2 separate regions of the Mus musculus genome follow, and region 1 is linked to region 2. The links are chromatin contacts, called in public Hi-C maps. All regions are on one chromosome and are shown on one strand. The core of a region is the stretch at or near the end of the contact, and the rest is flanking DNA. Distances in the headings are between cores, read along the strand shown. Region 1 has its middle 93 kb from the start of Dpt. Region 2 has its middle 18 kb from the start of Gm26685.

Region 1 (3,113 bases), core at 23-2,522, 180 kb before region 2:
ATTTTTTTAAAGAGGATTTTATATTTTTGGAACGTTTGCTACGGGTTTTTTTTTTTTTCACTATAAAAGTCAGCACACATTTTAATTATAGAAAGTTAAATAGAGCTGAGCACAGAGATACGTGCTTTTCATTCCAGCACTAGAGACATTAAAATGGGGAAGTTTTGAATTAGGGTCAGCCTAGGCTACATAGCAAGTCCTCGGGTAACTTCAACGACATAATGAGTACTTGTCTCTCATCAAAGGAGAGAAAGACGGACAAGCAAAAGAAATGTAGAAATAACAGAAAGGTAAACTATAGCATAACAGAGAGAAATAAACATATGCACACCTTTCAAAAGTTCTTAAGATTTTGATTCGTCCTTTTGCCTGTACGCACCTCTTTTCCTTATTTACCCAAGTGTCAAGGCTGAGTTGATTTTTTTTTCCTTTTGTCTGTAGAGAAAGAAGTGGTTTAATGAGATTTCACCATAAATAGATAGCTACAAAGGTCATTCGACAGTGTTCATTGATTTTCTGTTATGTGTCGGCAGCACTGTGCTGAGCCCTGTAAAGGGTAGTAAACACAATACACGCAGCGCATGGCCATGTTGGTTGCCATGGCAATGTAAAGGCCCAGGAATAAACAGGCTCATTCTGGGTATGCCTAGCAAAAACTGCTTGCTGGCGCTCAACTTGTCCCTTTCCCTCTTGGTCTTGGAGTTGTTCGTTCGAGTGGCCACTTTGGAAGGCCTCACGGCTCTTGTCCTCTGAATACTTGTGTTTCTCAGATGAAGCAAACAGGGTATGTTCAAGGTCAAGCTTTGTCCTAGTTCCTAGACCCGCATTGACTTCGTGATGCTTCCCTTTCTCTGGCAGGCAGTGCTAGCCCCTGCAGTGTGCCCCCTACCTATCACTGTGGCATCCAGAAGAAAAGGGAAACCAGAGAATGGCTCTGTGTAAGTCACCAACCCTAACAGGCTGCTTCCTTCCTGCTACAGGGCTGAGAAGACACAGAACCAACAGAGGCAAACACCTCATGAAGAGGTGCCATGCGTTGTTTGCTTGTTTTGTGGGTTTTGTTTTGGTTGATTTTTTTTTGTTTTGTTTTTTTGTTTTTGTTTTTTTTTTTTTTTTTTTTTTTGGCTTACAAAAACAAAATGGTCACTGCTTCGTCCCAACCCAAACAGCCAATCGTCAGCAGCCGGGCAATCAATCAGGGAGCAGGTGAGTTAGAATCACCCACCTTTGCTCCACAATGAATGGAACAGCCAGTTCCTAAATCTCCACTGACAACCAGGTCGTCTCCATTCTTGGGCAGCGGAACACTTCAGTTATGAGTTAGAGGTCATCTTTATGAGTTAGGGGACTGCAGTTTTTGTAAAGTCTGTACCTAAATGGACTAACATTTACCTACATTGAGCCACTTGGAACAATTACAACTTATACATCACATCCTTGTAATGTGCTCAGACCAGAATCACCTAGGACCTGATTGGTATCGTTGTGAGACAGTACTGATGGGTAATTGAAGAACAGGCCTAGTACAAGGATCAGGAAATACTGGCGACTTTACCACAGTGGGGTTCAGAAAAGCTAGGAACTTCCAGACACGTGGGGAAAGCTATCTTCCTCTCCCTAGCTGTTTATCCTGGGAACATAAGGTTATTGTTACAGGAGCTGGAGGTTCCTTGAACTTTAGAGCTATTCAGGCAATCACGTGTCTCTGTCACCCCTACTAAATGCCTTTGGAACAGGGGAAAGTCATTTGTCTATAGTTAAACATTACACTAGCCATGCCTGCTTTGAATGGGCAAACAGTAAAACATGCAGCAAAGGGTGAGAGAAAACACTTGAACTTAGAACCAAAGGATACAAGTTAAAGTCCTTTTAGATGGTCTACCTTTGAGTCTGTACTGCTTCTCTCAGTTTAATACCAATATGTTTTCTGATACTCTCCCATATAAAATATACATTAGCTGCTTTTTTTTCTATCATAGAAGTGTGTGTGTGTGTGTGTGTGTGTGTGTGTGTGTGTGTGTGTGCCATATACAGAGGTGTATGAGTACTCACAAGCTCAGGTACATGTATAATTTTTATCTTTTTCATTAAACTGACTCTTGTAAGACCAAGACTTGACTCCCTAACTTACCTGACCGCTATAGCATGAGGCTGTGATCAGCATTTTGCGAGGACTCTTAGTAGGCTCAAAGTAGACAGTGTTTCATGAAATATAAACCTCTGGGTGATCATAAAGTGTGGTCCTGACATGCATAAATTATTTCATGAAAACCTCAGAGCGGATTGGCAGTCAACACTGGAGGTGGAGCTGAGATACTGATATGTTGATCTTCAGGGTTATATGTGTTAGTAGCTTCTCTAGTTAGAAAAATAAATGCATTCAATGCCAGGCAGCTCCTTTAGGATTTACCCAGGAGGCCCATGGACAGATGTCAGATGTCCACGGTAACTGAAGCCTCAAGCTATTGGTTACTATGCTGTCGTTGATATGAAATATAGCAAAGGCCGTGCTTACTTTTAGATAGCACCTACATTTTCAAAGATGTTTTTATTAATTATATTCCTCTTATTATAGTTCATGTTAGTTGATAGTTATTCATTACATTTGATGAATATAAAACATGTCGGAATTCACACTTGAAGGTGAGACTTAGCAGACTCCATCAGTCCTTTGCGAAATCTTCAGAGAACTATGGATGGGTAGGATGCCCTTCAGAATAGTTTCTTCAGTTAGAATCCTAGAAAAGCTTTTACCTGGGGCATCTGGCTTCAGTATCCTACTTACTGCCACTCCTCAATCAGTCACTGAGTTCCAGTACATGGCTGAAAAAGAGACTAACTACTGGCTTGCCACTAAAAGAGCTATGTGACTTTGAACGGTCACTTACCTCTTCTGAAAGTCATTTCCTTCCTTATGGCTTTGGAAGAACGTTGTATTTCAGACTTGTGCATGTTAAGAGCAACTAATGACATGTGAAATTTCTTTGTAGAAAGAATTATCATCACTTGTTTTTCTGTTGCTAGGCTGCAACATTCTGACTTAAAGAAACTTGGAGAGTGGAGAGAAGAGGAGCTATTTGGCTTACACCTCTAAATCAGTCTATCATTAAGGG
Region 2 (3,152 bases), core at 533-3,032:
TGTATTGAGTGTGCAAAGGCCAGATACATTGGCAAACACTCTACATATCACTGCTGATATATAACACAATAGCAGCCCCCAAAAGGCAGCATTATTCTCTGCACTTTGTGGACAAGAAAAATGACTCAGACTGATTAAATAACTTGCCCAAGAGGCAAAGCCATGAGCAGAACTCCCAGCCTCGGTAATTCTAATGTCTTCCTTTGCCAGGATGCATAGCAGAAGGTCTGGCATTTGCATGAGGTGTTGTACTAAATAGAAGGGACAGACCAAGGTCAGACAACACAACCAGCATTTTCCATTCCACTGTAGGTCTGTGGTCCTGGCTGTTCATAGAATCACTAGAAGAGCCCCTGGCTGGAGAGGAGGTAGCAGGTGTCTGGAAAATCTGAGAGGAGGCCTGAAGGACTGACTATCCCAGATTGTCCCAGCAGCAGCACAGCAAAAGCTTGATCCTGCTGCCCTAGACTAGCAGCCTCAACAGTCACTTGTCAACTATGATGCAAATTAAGTCTATCACCCCTACCTACAAGAAAGTAGCTCCTTAGACTTAAAATTATCCATATCTTCTGGGGTTAGGCAGTGGGTTTCTATTCAAAATTAAAGTGCTTAGTTCTTCCTACAGTCTTCCCTGCTGGCATGTTGATAAGGATCATCTAAAGTAAAGACAATGCAGATTTTCACTTATTTCAAAATACCCTGTCACATACCTGAAAACACACCAGCCCAAAATTTTGTAAAGCAAACTGATAAAGGCCTTGTACAAAATTTTATTCATTAGAGATTCATGCAAGTCTTGGTTTCAGGTGTAGGGCTTCCTAAAATATCTATGTATCAAATATGCATTGATTTTTAAAAATCAATAACCATAATTTTTGTACTTGTTAGAGAAAACATGCTTATTGTTTTCCTCTGGCTGGTCTTGTTAATTATGGTAATTTTTGTTGAACTTCAGCATGTGGTGCTTATAAATGTGCCCTGATACCCAGGGAAGGCATGGTAAAAGCCTTCTGAAGTAGATGGGCCTTGGCAAGATGGCGACCATGATGGAAACATATCAACCCAACATAAACAAGAGGTGACAGCTTATTGCACAACATAAACAAGAGGTGACAGCTTATTGCACAGACTGGTTTCTAAGAGATAGACTGCTCCCGATCCCAAGTTCACAGTTCCAAAATCTACTGCTATCTAACTTGGAAACTTGGTGTAAAATAGGGAGCTAACCCTACTGACTCTGTTGTGATGGTAAGCACGGAAGCAGTAAGGCGTGCTCAACAACCCAAAGATGTTCTGCTTGTCTGTGTGTGTTCAACTTCCTTGCTTGGCCTTCATTGCAATGCCATGTGTACTCAGCTCTACAGAGAACACAAAGACCAGGTTCCTGCCAATTGCTAGGCATCGTCAAACACTGGGCAGAATTCTTTATTTACTTTGTGATTTAATCTTTAAGCAACTTGGTGAGGTAGAATTTCTTAATCCTATTTTTTTCAAAGAAGGAAACTGGGACTCGGGTGGTTTTTCTTGAATGTCACAAACCTAGAAAGTTCTCTCCCTAAAGAAAGAGGAAAAAGGAGCTGTGTCAGATCAGGCTCTTGTGACAGATTAGCCTGGGAGGCCCATAATCATGATAAAGTTATTTCCCAGTTTGCGGGCCAGCAAGTCTGAGATCAAGGCTCTGGCTCTTTTTGGTGTCTGGCAGCAGCCTAGCTCATAGGTGGTCATCTTACCATGTCTGAATAGTAGATGCGATGAGGAAATCTCTGAGCTCTCTTTACTCAGGAACTTATCGACCTACAAGAACTCCACTCTCAAGAACTGATCATCTCCCAAAGGCCTAGTTCCAAATACCATCAGGATATGGGTTAAATTTCAACATATGACTGGAAAGGGGAGCATTAGCACTTTGTCTATTGTCTATTTATATTTCAATTCCTCCATAACTATGTATTTACCTAACACATGCAAGCAGAATAAGTTCTATCTAAATATTTATAATACCCAGTACTAGTCTGGGACTCTCATAAAAGTCATAAATACAAATAACCTATAATTTATATGCATTCTAACTCAAGAACTATATCCGATTCCCCATATCTCCTGGGAGAAATATGGCATGAAAGTACTATTTTAGGGAGCTGGAAAGGCCATAGAGTAGCTAAGAGAGCATACAGATCTTGCAGAGGAGCTAGGTTCAGTTCCTAGCACCCACATTAAAAGGCTCACAACCACAGATAACTCTAGCCCCAGGGGATCAAACACCCTGTTCTGGCCTCTACAGGCAACTGTAGGCACATGCTATAAACCCATACACTCAGACACACAAAAAAATAAAATAAATCTGAACCAACATTTAACATATTATGATATTTGTGACAACAGTGTTTATAGCATCTTTTGATAACAACATAAAAGCCTTTCAGCATGGAACTAAGCAAATCATGCAATACAAATGATACAAGTTATAAGATGCAATAAAACCTTTAAAGGTAAGAGGCAGCAACATAAGGAAACAGTATCCAAAATATATACCCTGTATGTGATTGTAATCTTATATCAAACAGAAAAATCTTTATGGGCAGGCAGTTTCTAAGAGGAAAGGAAGTTCAGTCTGTCAGGTGACAAAGGGAATTTGGGGGGACAGCATGAAAAGATGGGAAAATCTCCCAGGGTAGAATGACCATTGACTAGACAACCACAGTAGAATTACTGACAGTTGTGGCTTCAAACTTCTGACTATGGAGTGGCCTCCTAGAACTAACCAAGGCTTTCCACCAACCATCCCAGACTGCAGCCAAGAGGGCACCTCTCCTGTGACTGACTTGGGCTATAGAGTCTGGTTTCCCTGAACCTGACAAATTCAGAATGCCCACTGACTGGGCAGAGCTGAAGCGCCATGTCTGCTTTAGTGTCCAGACACTCTGCTTTACTTTCTTACTGACTGTCTTAGTTTGGGTTTTACTGCTGTGAACAGACACCATGGCCAAGGCAAGTCTTACAAGGACAACATTTAATTGGGGCTGGCTTACAGGTTCAGGGGGTCAGTCTATTACCGTCAAGCCAAGAACATGGTAGCATCCAGGCAGGCATGGTGCAGGAGGAGCTGGGAGTTCTATATCTTCATCTGAAGGCTGCTAGCAGAATACTGACTT

Evidence for each region. A called contact is a pair of places that touch in the nucleus more often than the background predicts.
Region 1: a contact with region 2 is called in a Hi-C map of liver, with 3 times the contacts expected there. The contact joins two enhancer-like sites. A contact is called at or near these places in 5 of 484 Hi-C or Micro-C datasets (all in liver) and 3 of 115 datasets of contacts at active chromatin or transcription factors (liver and pancreatic cancer cells).

Annotation. Positions count from the first base shown.
Region 1 is chr1:164,702,365-164,705,477 of GRCm38.p6, reverse strand. No RefSeq gene overlaps it. Among named protein-coding and RNA genes, the nearest start is that of Dpt, 93 kb to the left of the region's middle. Within about 2 kb of position 1,272, at least 69 of the 459 cell types and tissues checked have an H3K27ac peak or open chromatin away from gene starts, as enhancers often do. A contact at or near this core is called in liver, where this site is marked.
Region 2 is chr1:164,519,816-164,522,967 of GRCm38.p6, reverse strand. No RefSeq gene overlaps it. Among named protein-coding and RNA genes, the nearest start is that of Gm26685, 18 kb to the right of the region's middle. Within about 2 kb of position 1,782, at least 18 of the 459 cell types and tissues checked have an H3K27ac peak or open chromatin away from gene starts, as enhancers often do. A contact at or near this core is called in liver, where this site is marked.